2 separate regions of the Sus scrofa genome follow, and region 1 is linked to region 2. Evidence: chromatin contacts called from public Hi-C data. All regions are on one chromosome and are shown on one strand. Each heading gives the region's core, a stretch centred on a gene start, on an enhancer-like site or on the middle of the called end of the contact. The rest is flanking DNA. Distances are from core to core; before and after follow the strand shown. Region 1 holds the start of CHRND (acetylcholine receptor subunit delta). Region 2 overlaps COPS7B (a long non-coding RNA gene).

Region 1 (6,715 bases), core at 2,606-5,105, 610 kb before region 2:
GAGACTGGATTGCATGTTCCCTGCCCTGGCTTCCTAGAGACTCTGTTATTCACCCATTGGCTCAACAGCCAGACTCTCAGGCGCACAGTGGTGACTGCGCAGCCTGATCTCAGCCTGATGGAGTGACACGCTAAGGGATCTCCCCAGGGAAGCCCATCTCAAGAGGCAGAAGTATTCCTGTCGTGGCTCAGTGGTTAACGAATCCAACCAGGAACCATGAGGTTGTGGGTTCGATCCCTGGCCTTGCTCAGTGGGTTAAGGATCCGGCGTGGCCGTGAGCTGTGGTATAGGTCACAGACGCGGCTCGGATCTGGTGTTGCTGTGGCTCTGGCGTAGGCTGGCAGCTACAGCTCCGATTGGACCCCTAGCCTGGGAACCTCCATATGCCATGGGTGTGGCCCTAAAAAGTCCCAAAAAAGGGGGCAGAAGTGAGGTCCAAGGAGGGTGAACCTCCCCGGGGGTCCTGCGCTCTTGGGGGATGTCCGACAGGGTCATGGAGCGCTGCCACTGGCAGGGAGCCCCGGGAGGGGTGACCCCAAGGGGCTCCCAGGAGGAGGGAGGGCAGGGCGGGGCGCCGGGGCTCACAGTCGGCGGGCAGGTAGAAGACCAGGTTGATCATGAAGGAGATGAGCACGCAGGGCACCAGGATGTTGATGACGTAGAAGAGCGGCTTGCGGCGGATGATGAGGTAGAAGGTGACGTCCTGACGGCTGGGGCTGTCCAGCGGGGCACTGGGGTCCACGTTGACCCTGGCCGGCCGGTGCACGATCTCCCACTCCCCGTTCTCTGAGGGTGGCACGTGGACACCTTGGGGTCAGGCTGGGAAAGGGGGCTGGGGGGGCCTTGGGGCAGGGGGGGGGGCTGGCCCAGAGGCACAGCCAGGCCTGTCTGCAGGGCCCTGATGGGGCTGGGGGCTGGGGTGGGGGCCCAGAGGAAGGCCCCCAGTCTAGGGGTGGATGTCTTTCCCTGGGGCTTCGGATGGAAGTTTCAACCTACAAGGGGGAAGTTCTCCTCTGAGACTGATTTTTTTTTTTTCTTTTTAGGGCTGTACCTGCGGCCTTATAGAAGTTCCAGGCTAGGGGTAAAGTCAGAGCTGCAGCTGCCAGCCTATGCCACAGCCACAGCAATACTGGATACTTAATCCACTGAGTGAGGCCAGGGATCTAACCCACATTCTCCTGGATACTAGTCAGGTCCTTAACCCACTGAGCCACAGTGGGAACTCCTCTGGGACTGATTTTTTTTTTTTTTTTTTTCTCCTTGAAAAACACAGAAGCTGAGGTCATGGATATTTCACATAAGGAGACTTGGGGGAAATGAGGCAGCGAGAGGAAAAACCCCTCTCTCCATGATGTACCAGCCTTGGGATGAGTGGCATTTAGGTCTTTCCTCTGACAGACAGGGCCAGGGGTAGGTCTCTGTCAAAGATCTGAGCCTGGTCACAGAGAGGGTTGGGGCGGGGACATTGGGAGGGGGCGACATATACCCCATCAGAATGACAGCCAAAGCCCCAACTATCCCTATCTGGGGGCAGGAAGACTAACCACAGCTCTTCCCAGGGAACCTGCCCAGCCCCAGAAGGTCTGGGTACCCGTGTGTCCATGTCCCAAGGGTATGGACACACAGGAGCGTCTCGGGGCAGGGGCGGGTGTGTGTGCCAATGTGACTGTATCTGGGGGCGAGGGTCTGGAGGGCCTGCCCACCCAGCAGCTGCTGCTCCAGCACCTGTGAAGCCCTCGGGGTCAATGATGATCCACTCCACGGGGTAGTAGCGCTCGTCTTTCTTTTCCTGCTTCAGGCTCAGGGTGATCTCCTTGGCCGTGTACTTGAGCGAGCTGGGGAGCGCAGTGGGCAGAGGGTAGTTTAGGGGGTTCACGGTGGGGGGGGCCACTGTGGGGATGGGACGCTCTAACCAGGACAGAGCAGGGACCTCTGGCTGAGGGTACCCCATTCACCTCGCCCCCAGGGCGCCCTGGGGTGGCTGGAGAAATGGGTGCACCTGAACTTGAGGGAGCAGTTCTGCCAGTCGAAGGGGAAGTAGGTGACAGAGATGGGGCAAGAAGAGCGGAAGATGGCGGGCGGCAGCCAGTACACGTAGCCGGAGGGGTCGACGAGGACGTTGCAGGAGTAGGAAATCTGGAAGGAGCCGTCATTGCTGGGGGACAAGGACAAGGGCCACAGTGAGTGCTGGGCAGCTCGGAACTGGCAGGATTGGGGGCAGCAGAGGAAGCAGGGCAGTCAGAAGCTTGAGGCTGGAGGGAGAGGCTCAAGACCCTGAAGGGAGACAGAGTGATGGGGGTGGGGGCAGGGAGGGCTGTGGCTCAACTTGTTCTCCAGCACAATCTCTGGGAGCCACACCATGTCAGAGGGCAGGCGCAGGACGCTGATGTTGCCAAATTCTCCTGCATTCCATTGCAGCCGGCTGTCTGTCCAGCCCTGGAAGCCCAAAAGGAATGTCAGTAGTGGGTTCTGCTCTTGTCCAGACGCCCCTACACCTCCCATTTCACTGGGGGAAGACTGGACAGGGTCTGGGGTTGTGACAAAAGAGGTCAGAGAAGGTGGGTAAGGAGTGAGGACTCAGTCCACCATGTACGGCTGTGTAGGTCGTGCACTGCACGATGAAGGGCACACTATTTCCATCGCGGCCGTAGAAAGCTTGTTATGAGCTTCTGGCAGGTGGTAGACAGTGTCTTCTAATGAAATCAAGATATTGTGACAGTTTTCCCCTAGACAAAGACTCCTAATCCACCAAAGGCTCTATCTGGGCTTGTGGCTGCACTTGCTCGTGGGAAGGGCAGCTGGGCCTGAGGTTTCTCTGTAAGGCAGGAGCCAGTCCCTTCTGGAGGACAGTGTCTGAGGCAGGCTGGGGATCCCCAAGCAGAATCCCCAGGGGAACCTGGGCCCTGCGCCCTCACCCCCTAGCTCCGGGCAGGGTGTTCCCCTTACGTGCTCGATCCACACATTAGTGGTGAGGGTCTCTTCGACTTCTTTCTGTAATCAAACAGGAGGACGGTCCCCCAGGGGCTGGCACACATTCACCAGGCACTACTCCCGGCTGCCACCCAGGGGAAACCACGACAGTGGCCTGCCTCCAGCAGTCAGGAGTGGTGGGGCGGACTGCGGAGCAGGGAGGGAACACATGGGTAGGATATGGGGGGTGCCCCAGAGCTGAGGCTGGGGAAGGGGCAGCAGCCCCAGGCCTGTGGGCAGCACCGGGCATGGAGGCGGCCTGAGCATGTTTCCCAGGGGAGAGGAGCGACCAGGGACCGGGCTGGGGCCTTGACCTTCCTCCACGGCCATCCCAGTCCCAGAGACAGCCAGGCCTCCAGGAGGCTGTTCCTGCCTGCCCTTCCCCAGCCCGGCCAGGGGGGCATCTCACCAGGGAGATGAGGTTGGAGAGGGTGAGGGCCAGGGTAACCTCCACGCTCTCCTCTTTGTGTGCCACGGGCCGCAGCTCCTTGTTGTAGCCCTTCTCCTCAAAGAGGTACCGGATCAGCCGCTCCTCCTCATTCAGAGCCCAGCTGCCTGGGGAGGGTTGGGGACAGGGGCCCGGGAGGACACTGCCCTGAGGTCCTGCTGGGCATGGAGCTGGGCCCCTGCGGTCTGCCCCTCCAGGAAGAAATGGCAATGGGGTGGGGGGAGGGAGCCTCATGGAGGGGGAGCCGGGAGGGGACCATGCAGTGGGGGACCCCGGTAGGCCTATCCTCAGGGACCCTTCAGGGAGGGGCGACAGCAACTCTTACCACGCATGGACAGGGCAGCCAGCAGCCCCAGCATGAACACAGGGCCCTCCATCCCGCTCCTCTGACTGGGTCTCGGGTCTGCCCCCTCCTGACTGTCAGTGGGGCTGGGGAATGTGGGTGGGTGACAGAGGGGACAGGTGCAGGGTGGGGGGGCGGTAAAGGGAAGAGGCAGCCGGAAACGCAATCTGATACCTCTAGGCTCTGCCGAGAAACTGGGGCAGGTGATGGGGGGGTGGGGGACAGGGACTTGCCAGACGGGCAGGGGCCCAAGAACATGAGGCTAAGATCCCAGACTGGGACTCGCCATAGCTAGCGGTGAGGGTGGGGGCTGGGCAGAGACACTGAAGCCCAGGGTGGCCCTGGTCTGCTATGGACAGGGGAGCAGTCAGGCAGGTCAGCTGCGGCCATTTCTTGGGGGGGTGGATGGGACAGGGAGGCTGAGATGGGGTTTGCAGTCCCTGACCAGTGACTCTACCAACTGCTTCTGGAAGCTGGGCCCACCCCCCCAGAGATCCAAGGTCCACCCGCCTGGTTCCCATCTTAAGAAAGCTCTGGGGAGTTCCCGCCATAGCTCCACAGTTGACAAACCCAACTGGTATCCATGAGGACGTGGGTTCAATCCCTGGCCTCGCTCAGTGGGTTAAGGATCTGGCATTGCCGTGAGCTGTGGTGTAGATTACAAAAGCAGCTCGGATCCCGCTTTGCTGTGGCTGTGGTGTAGGCCGCTGGCTACCACTCCGATTAGACCTGGGAACCTCCATATGCCGAGGGTGCGGCCCTAAAAAGACAAAAAGAGAAAAAAAAAAAGAAAAGAAAGAAAGATATAAAGCAAGCAAGCTCTGGATTTATCTCCGTAGATGATAAATAATGTTTATTAAAGCAGCTGTGATTCTCTGACGGAGCATCTGGGAAGACATATCGGGCTCAGGACTCCTGCCCCACCCCCTCCACACCCACCCAACTCTGGCAGTGACAGTTTGTCATCATGCTCCCTGAACCCTTCCCAGGCCCCTGGAACAGCAGTCCCGACAAGGGGCTGGGGTGGAGACGTGGCTCATGAGCGCCCCCTGGGGGAACCCGAGGGCTGAGTCGGTGGTGCCATTTCCTCCCCAGCCGTCAGGCCTGCCTTGAACCCATCTGAGCTCCCTGGGGCTCTGCCTCCGCCAGGGCTGCCAAGCGGAAGGCCTGCAGAGCCTGCACCAGCAACCGGGGAAGGCTTCGTGCCAGCGTGGCTGGCTCCAAGCCCACCAGGCCGCCAAAGACCACGTGCCGGCCCCCCAAGCCTGCTTGAATCCAGGCTCGGAAGAGCCCGGTCAGTGTCTTGGAGCCCAGATCTGCCAGCACCTGCAGAAAGAGAGAGAAGAGGCAGCTCGGGGGCCCACCACCCTACTATTGGCTCCTCTCCTCCTTGCCCCCAGAAACTCCCCCAGACCCCCCCATCCCTCCCCCCATCCTGCTCACTTGGCCACACCCTGCCCCACCAGCTTCACACCCACCTGGCACCCAGTTCCCACACCGCTGCCCTTCCCCTGGGAACCCCTTACCTCCACCCCCAGGACTGCTGGACCCCTGCCCATCAGGGCTGACCCAGGCGAGCCTTCTGTGCACACTGCGAGGGAGTCTGGGAAGCCTGGGGACCCACCTCATGAAAGTCCATGGCCAGGCGCTCTGAGGGGACCTGCAGAATCCAGGCGTGGGTGCCCTGGAGGGTGGCCAGCTTCTGCCGCAGGGGCTCCAACCCAGGGCAGCCTGCAGGAAGGGGAGAGGCGGCGGGAATAAGAGAACTGACACTAGCAGGAGGCCGTAGGTGGTATCCCCACAAGGACCTGGGGCCACGTCCCGGTGGGCCGACTTCTCCTGCTGCAGATGGGGCGGCCGAGGGCCAGCCGAGGCTCAGAGACGTTAAATGGTAACACAAAGCCCAGATTCTGTTGACAGTGATGAGGGCCCAAAGTCACAAGTCCCCCAGCCAAGGAATCATCCGCCCTGCTGCGGAGGAGGGGGAGCGTCGGTTTGACTGAGGCGGGATGGATTGAAACTGCTTCCCGGCACAGACTCTGCGGGAATCCGAGAAACCCGGCCTGGGCCCGCCCTAGGCCTAGTCCACGGCAATCGCCGGCAGGGGGCGTCATTACCGTTTGCTTCTGCGCGCGGCTCCGACCTCCGCTTCGGAAACCTCGTGCCCGCAGCCCACGATCCTGGGGAGATGCAGGATTAGGGGGACGCCTCGGCCGCGCTGGGCTGGAACCCGAGCTAGGCTGCAAGGGCCTGGGGTACCTGGGTGCAGCCGCTGCTCGTGAGAAGGGCGCCTGGGCGGATCCCGGAGCCGCGGAGCTGGGCGAGTCAGGGCCGGGGCCAGGCGCCGCACCCCCGGGCGCGGGCCGAACAGTTCCTGGGCGCCTCGCAGCAGTTCCAGCAGGGTGTGCGCCAGCGAGCGCAGTTCTGCGGGCGGGACAAGGGTCCAAGCGGCGGTCAGACGCGGGCCAGACCCCCAGTCCCCCAGGCCAGCCCCGGGAACCGGAACGGGACTGACCACATCGGCGGCGGCGCTGCAGGCACTGCTGGTGCGCCAAACGCGCACAGGCGCCCGCGGGCCCCGGGCACAGGTGGGCGTAGAAGGCGCAGGGCGGGGCGGCCTCGGCCAGAGGCTCCTCTTTCGGGTTCCAAGCCAGAAGCTCCCTGCAGCTGGGCTCGTGGCTGAAGGGGGCCGCTGCGGAGGAGCGGCAGAAACTAGCTCACACACACCCCGCTTTGGGCTCTAGCCCCCCAAAACCCTTCCCCAGAGGGAGACAGGCTTTCCCAACGCAAGAGGCTGGAAACAGGCAGGGTGGAAATGGGCTGGTCCCAGGGCAGTTAGTGGGACCCTGGGGAGAGGGCAATAGGAAAGGGATGCTGACCACTCATCTGCTCCCGGAGCCAGTCCTTGAACACAGCCACACGGGTGTAGACTCCCGGCTTCCCTGGCTCCCCAC
Region 2 (7,188 bases), core at 1,688-4,187:
TAATCTTCACCAGATCTTCTCATTTTTAAGGCCCGACAATCAAAAGTGCTACCCAAGGTTTTAATAACAAGCAAAGAAGTAAACAAAGCAAAAAGGACTACTTACCACCTTTTCATATCACATCTTTTTTGCACATTTACTTTAGCACAACACCGCCCTTTTCACAACAATATATCCTTTATTCGTGCCCGTCTCCTATTCAATAGCAATCATTTTCTGCCATGTTATGTACCCAACCAATCTTCATTGTCTGTATTTGCACTGGAGGTTTTCTGTCCCCAAGAATGACTGAAACTACCGTTGTTAACTTATACTCTACTCTTCTAATTTATCCAGTTCAATTGGCTTTTCCCCATCTTTCAAATTATCAGCAATCCAGTCTAAAAAATGTACCCCAAATTCAGACTGAAAATATTGAAGGAGCCCAGGACATCACCCTCACTCTCTTCTCCTGCCCCATCAACTCCCATCCCTCCCTCAACAGGGCACCTCACAGGTCCACAAGGCTTCAGCACTCAAATGCCTTGGACACGTGGAGAATCACATCACAGGAAGGTTTAGAACAAAGAAGAAAGAGAACTTTTTTGGAAACTGCTCTTACCTCCTGCACATTGGCCAGCTCCAGCAGTTCTCCAAAGACATATACTCCAGGAGCCTCTAAAACTTGGCTTATGAGAGCAGTGAGGGCTGAGCCACTGGTACCTTTGGCGAGTAAAATAAACTGTTCCAGGAGGTTACTTGAGGGTTTCTGTTCACCAGCCATTCTCTGGCCTTGAGATCTGTCCAAAAACAAAGTGTTTCAGTAATTCTTCCTTCTCCTTTGCAAAATGTATGCTGGTTTATTGCTAGATCAGAGATCAGAATACTTTAATTTTATAGTATTTCAACAAAAAACAAAAAACGTTCCTGAATCCAGATCTCACTTTGTGAGATGCGTACTGTTCAACTTGGAGTTAAAGAAATTTTTGTCCTGGAACTCCCTATAGTGGCTCAGTAAGTTAAGGATCCAGCACTGTCATTGCTGAGACTCCAGTGGCTGCTGTGGCGAGGGTCTGATCCCTGGCCCCAGAACTTCCACAGGCCATGGGCATGGCCAAATAATAATAATAATAAAGAGATTTTGTCCTTACTCTGAGGTTTGAAACTCATTTAGTAAAAGTAATTTCATCACCAACTTGCACTTTCCCAAAGGCAGTACCTTCCTTCCAAGTCGTTAAACCTAACCAAGACCAAACACAGAGTCTCACCACTTGCTGTGTATATGGAAGTTCCCCGGTCAGGGACTGAATCCGAGCCACAGCTGCACCCTATACCACAGCTGCAGTAATGCCAGATCCTTTAACCCACTGCACCGGGCCTCAAACCCTCACCCCCACAGTGACCCAAGCCGCTGCAGCTGGATTCTTAAGCCACTGCTCCACAGTGGGAACTCCTCCACCTCATTGTTAGACTCTAGTTAAAAAGCAGAGAATCTTGGCCATACACAGAGGCAGTCAGATGTAAGTAAAAGGAATCAGTTACAGCTTCTAGTGTGTCAGTAGAATCCCACCTTCAGCCAGATACAGATAAGAAAAGACCCCAAAAGCAGTCTAGAAAGATGGCCCATTTAATCAAAGTCATTCAAGCGTGGCAAAAGGGGGGGAGGGGGAAATCATCTTGAAAGATGAGCAGCAACATATTCCAACTAAGGAAGTACACTCATACATGCGGTGTAAGTCCACAAGGAAAAACCTTTTATTTGGCCTCCTAGTGATGTGTGACATGTCACCAACCCAACTTCAGAATTTGCATGAAACCTCAAGAAAACAACAAAAACATGTGAGAAAACAATGAAGATGTAGTACTGCCATCCTGAAGACATGAAGACAGGCAAGTCCCTCAATTGTATAATCTCCTTACTACAAGTTGAGTGTGTGTGAACTCACGCACTGCACACTACTCTACAGGAGTCCAGCATAAGCTAAGATTACTCCTCCAAGAATGATATGCACTGGGCAGTGTGACAAAATGAAGAAGTATAATTGAGGGAAGAAGAGAATAAATCAAAGAAGGATAGTTTGGTGCAAGAGAAACCAAGTTTTCCTTCGGAGGCAGGCACAGAGAGCTGCAGCCCTTTCACAGTATTGCAGAAACAAGTATGCCGTTTCACCCAGGGTTACCTAGGAAGGTCTTGTCAGAAACAGAAAAAAATGAAGTGCGAAAGAGAATAAAGGTTGCTAAGGCCAGGGAAAATTGGAGGAAGAGGGTAGGAGAGAGATGATGGTTAAGAGAGGAGAAACAAAAACCTCCTTTCCAAGCGGACACGTGTGAAGACATTGAATGATAGGGCCTGGGGATGGAGAAAGGGTAAAAAATGGACAGAAACTTCTGTCCCTCAAAACAATTTCGGCCTAAGAAGCAAAGCCAGTGGGGGCAATGAGTGAGGTAAGGAGGAGCTGATAAATGCTTTCTTCCAAAGTGGGAGGGCCCGAGGAGGGAGCTAGGAACTCACGGGGAAGAATTCCCGTCGTGAGGGGCGCTATTTTGACGGACGGCAGAGCGGCAAAGAGGCAGCCTTTGGGGGTGACGAACCGAGAGCAGCCGCGGTGCAGATGCTGAGAGTCGCGGCCTGGGGTGGGCTTCAGGGTGGGTGGTGTGTTCCAGGCAGGGCCGTGGGTGCAGAGTGAGGAGCCGCCCGGCGCGCTCCCCGGAGCGGGGGCGGGGCGGCGTGGCCGCGGGCTTTGCCCACGGCTGGCGCTCAGCCTGACAGCCCAGACAAGCCTGGAGCGCAGGTCCCCGCCCTCTCACCGGCCCCTACCTGTCCTCGCCGCCTCTCCGTCCTCTCGGTCGCTGGCGTGGCCTCCCGGCGCCTGCCCGCAGGTTGTCAAGCGTCCATGATCGGCCCGGCGTCCGACGCTTTTCTGCCTCCGCCGACCCGTTGCCCTTACGGCTCCCCCGGAAGCCTCCCGCCGCTGCACTCGAGTTCCGCCCACACCAGGTTCCCCCTGCCGCGTTGGCGGCCTCAGACCTCCAGGGCGGCCCAGAACAGGGAAATGGGGCTGTAGCCCAGGATAGGGTGGGGGTCCTGGGGAGAGAGGCATGCAGCCCAGGCAGTTATGGAGCCCAAACCATCACCATCACCCTCCTGGGCCATAAATCTCTTTGGCCAAGTTTACCCCTCACAATCTCCCTATGGTGACTGTGGCTACCGCCGCGGTACAGAAACATTATTAAGCCTAGTAACAACCACCGTTTACTGAGCGTTTTTCCATGTGCCAAGTGCTGTTCGTTGTTTCACTGAATTCTCTTAACTCTATGGCCTGTAATATTATTCCCATTTTTCGGGTGAGATAACTAAACCTAAAAATCCAAATGCCAGTAAGTGCCAAAGTCAGCTTTGAAACTCCGGCTACCTGAAGCCAAAGACCATGTCCCTCACTTCTATTCAGGACATATTTTAAAATAAGCAAAAGATGGGTTGAGTCAACAACGGTTCTGTGACCATAATGATATTCCTTGCATTGCATCTGGTACTTACCAACTTCCCTGGAAGATGGCTAAGAATGTCATATAACTGAACGCTTAAGCTGGTTCCTTTAAAGTATATACCAAAGATTTTCGGGTCTTGAAGATGAGAAAAAGAGCCCTATTTACCTTTTGTGCATTCAGAATGCAGAAATCAGATGAGGCAAAGGAGCCTAGCACCAACCCCCTAGCAGCCTCACCTGCAGCATGTGGAATCCTAGGCAGGGACTGAACCTGCGCCACTGCAATGACCCAAGCTGCTGCAGTGAGAAAGCTGGCTCCTTAACCCGAAGCGACAAGGGAGAACTTCAACTCATTCATTTATTTTTTAAAATTCTTCAGTACATATTATGTCCTAGAAGTTTATACGAAGATAAGACAAAGTTCTTGCCCTCAAAAAGCTTCACTGTATTAAGTGCTATGAAAGAGAATAACAACGCTTTGGAAGCATAGAAGAGAATGTGTTGGTAAAGAGAAAGCTGGCACCTTACAGGCAAAAGGAGGAATAAAGGGGGCAAAGTTCCTACCTTGGAGAACTGGAAGCTCCTGGGAAGGACAGGGCTATGACAGGTGGTGCCACAGGCACCCCAGGGGTTCAGATAAGGCTCTCCTGTCTCTGCCCTGGGGACAGGTTATTTAAGGCAGCCTCTTGGAGGAAATGAGGCTTGCGTTGAGCCTGGAAGAATGAATAAGCACATCAGAAAGAGTATAAGCCATGTAAAAGAATTTTTATTTTATCTCAAGGACACTGGGGAGCCATTTCGGGGGTTTAAGCTGTGGAGAGGTCTGAATAATTGCCATTTTGGACACTAGCTGCTATAGGAATGGATTAGATGGGGAGAGAACTGGAGGATGGGAAACCCTTGAGGGGACTGATAAATTCCAGTTAAAAGACTGTGAGATCTTGACCAAAGAGAATGGTCCTTGTTGGAGACATTTAGACCATAGAATCTATCAGACCTGGCGACCATCTGAATGCAGGGAAAGGAAGCTATTGCCCTGGATTCTGGCTGGGGAGGCCAGAGCTGTCTGGAGGAGGTGTTAGGTGAACAGGGCTGCAGAGAAGGGGCAAATTTGATGGTAGGAGGACAACTAAGTTCTGTTTAATTATAAATATTCCAGCTGTGCCTCCGCCTCCTCCACAATCATGTCCAGATGCCAAGGCTACAGTTAAAGTCCCTCTCAGTATGCCTCTTTCCTACCTTTCCAGCTTTGTCTTGCTCTACCCTAATTAGAGCCCAAACTCCACGCCTCCCAAGAGGACTTACATCTTCCCTCTCTGACCCCAGGGCCTAGGCTCAAGCTTGCTCTCTTTTTTGCAATGCTCTTCCCTCATATTTGTCTGCGAAAATTCCACCCACCAGGAAGTTCTGTGGTGGTGCCTCGGGTTAAGGATCCAGTGTTGTCACTGCTGCGGCTTGGGTCACTGCTGTAGCTTGGCTTTGATCTCTGGCCAGGAACTTCTGCATGCTGCAGGCGAGGCCAAAGAAAGAAAGAAAAAAAAATCCACCAACCAGAGAGGCAAAGATTTCTTATACAATGCAAAAAGCACTAATCATAAAAAGGAAACACTGAACTATGGCACTACATTAAAATTAAGAATTTCTCTTTATGAAAAAACACCAGTACAGGAGGTCCCGTCATGGCTCAATGGTTAATGAATCCGACTGGGAACCATGGGGTGGCGGGTTCGATCCCTGACCTTGCTCAGTGGGTCAAGGATCTGGCATTGCTGTGAGCTGTGGTGTATGTCGCAGACGCAGCTCAGATCTGGTGTGGCTGTGGCTGTGGTGTAGGCTAGCGGCTATAGCTCCGATTCGACCCCTAGCCTGGGAACCTCCATATGCTGCGGGAGCAGCCCAAGAAATGGCAAAAAGACAAAAACAAAAACAAAAAAACCCACACACACCAGTACAAGTCTAAAGAGATAAGCCACAAACTTGGAAAAGATATTTGTAAAGCATGTATCAGACAAAGAACTCCATATCCAGACTATATTAAGAGCCACAAATTGGGAGTTCCCGCTGTGGCACAGCAGAAACGAATCCGACTAGGAACCATGAGGCTGCGGGTTCGATCCCTGGCCTCACTCAGTGGGTTAAGGATCAGGCATTGCTGTGAGCTGTGGTGTAGGTCGCAGACGCAGCTCGGATCTGGTGTGCTGTAGGCTAGCGGCTATAGCTCCGATTCAACCCTTAGCCTGGGAACCTCCATATGCCTCAGGTGTGGCCCTAAAAAGACCAAAAAAAAAAAAAAACCCTACAAATTAATAAGAGGAGAATCAGCCCAATTTAAAAACTGGGCAAAAGACATATGAAAAAGTGCTCGACACCAAAGACAATGCATATAAAAATTAGAATAAGATAACCACATTTAGCCAAAATAGTTAAACATTTTTAAATTGACACCACCCTGTATTGTCAAGGATAAGCATCAACTAGAACACTCTTGTGTTGCTAGTGAAGGTGAAAACTGGTACAAATACTTTAGAAAACTGGCAATATCTACTATTGCTGATCATACGCCCTCCACGCAAGCCCTCTTGTAGACACAAGGGCAGGGGTCCACAAAAAGAAACAAACAAGAACGTTCACTGCAGCTTTGTTACTAAAAGCCGAAAACTGGTAACTGAAAATCTAAATGCCCAGGAACAGCAGAGTAGATAAATAGTGCTGCATACATACAATGGACTACTATTCAGCAATTTGTTAAAAACAAGCTATGACTACATACAACATGAATGCATCTCACAAAAATATCGATGAATGCAAAAAGTCAGACTCAAACTGTATGATTACATTTAAATGAAATTCGAGAATAGGCAAAAGTGATCTGTCAGAAAAGACGTAGATGAGGATGCAGTATTGACTGAGAAGGGAAATACAGGAGATGCTGGAAATATTCTATACCCTGATTGGGGGGAGGATAATACATATGCATGTGGAAAAAACTGTTTTCTTGCTATATATGTTATCCTCATGAACAAAAAAATGTACAGATAAAAAAATTTAACCTAGAAAAAATTCCTATCCCTGCCACTGGGGCCTCTAGAGCATTCTAACCGTCCTTTCTTTTGTGCATTTATCACAGCCCGTCTTGAATTTCAGGGGAGCCTATTTCCCTAACTAGATGGTTATCTTCTGCTAGCAGTGATCATGTCTTTCACTTTCTACCAGCAGAGAGCCTGGCCAATAATGAAAACTGAAAAAGCTGTTTGTTAAATTACATGGAAGGAAAAATTGGATGAGTTCCCAGGTGGGTAAAAGGGAGACAGGAGGAGGGACGTAGGCCTAGGAAAAGAGACAGCAGATCTCCAAGGAAACCTTAGCTTACACTACAATTTTGCCTAGTTTCTGAAATCACATTAAATGTCACCTTGAATAACAAAGAATAAATAAAACACCAGGTCTTATCTGGACTGGGGATAAACAAACGTTATCCTCCTTCACTTGTAGGAAATCCACCAAATAAATGCTTACCTAAGGTCGAGTGAAGAAAAACACACAACCTAAAAGTTGTGAGTTATGTTTTATTTCCGGCAGGGGTGCGATGGGGTGGGGGGACTTATTGAGGACTATAGCCTGGGAGACAGCCCCTCAGATAGCTTTGAGGAACTGCTCCAAAGAGATATGGGAGGAGCCAGGATACACAGTTTTTTCCCGAAAAAAAAATGAACATTTAGTC

Evidence for each region. A called contact is a pair of places that touch in the nucleus more often than the background predicts.
Region 1: a Hi-C map of skeletal muscle shows a contact between it and region 2, with 4 times the contacts expected there. The contact joins the promoter of CHRND here to the enhancer-like site in region 2.

What each region holds. Positions count from the first base shown.
Region 1 is chr15:133,037,450-133,044,164 of Sscrofa11.1, reverse strand. It overlaps CHRND (acetylcholine receptor subunit delta), which reads right to left and starts at 3,855. Exons shown (of 11, transcript XM_005672281.3): 1 at 3,744-3,855; 2 at 3,380-3,525; 3 at 2,327-2,436; 4 at 2,000-2,155; 5 at 1,726-1,835; 6 at 586-786. The coding sequence starts at 3,795. It overlaps PRSS56 (serine protease 56), which reads right to left. Exons shown (of 12, transcript XM_021075287.1): 7 at 6,641-6,715; 8 at 6,277-6,453; 9 at 6,021-6,185; 10 at 5,879-5,941; 11 at 5,386-5,492; 12 at 4,582-5,087. The coding sequence ends at 4,860.
Region 2 is chr15:132,427,945-132,435,132 of Sscrofa11.1, reverse strand. COPS7B (a long non-coding RNA gene) reads right to left here. Exons shown (of 7, transcript XR_002339490.1): 2 at 602-779. Among named protein-coding and RNA genes, the nearest start is that of COPS7B, 4.5 kb to the right of the region's middle. Within about 2 kb of position 2,937, at least 57 of the 83 cell types and tissues checked have an H3K27ac peak or open chromatin away from gene starts, as enhancers often do. A contact at or near this core is called in skeletal muscle, where this site is marked.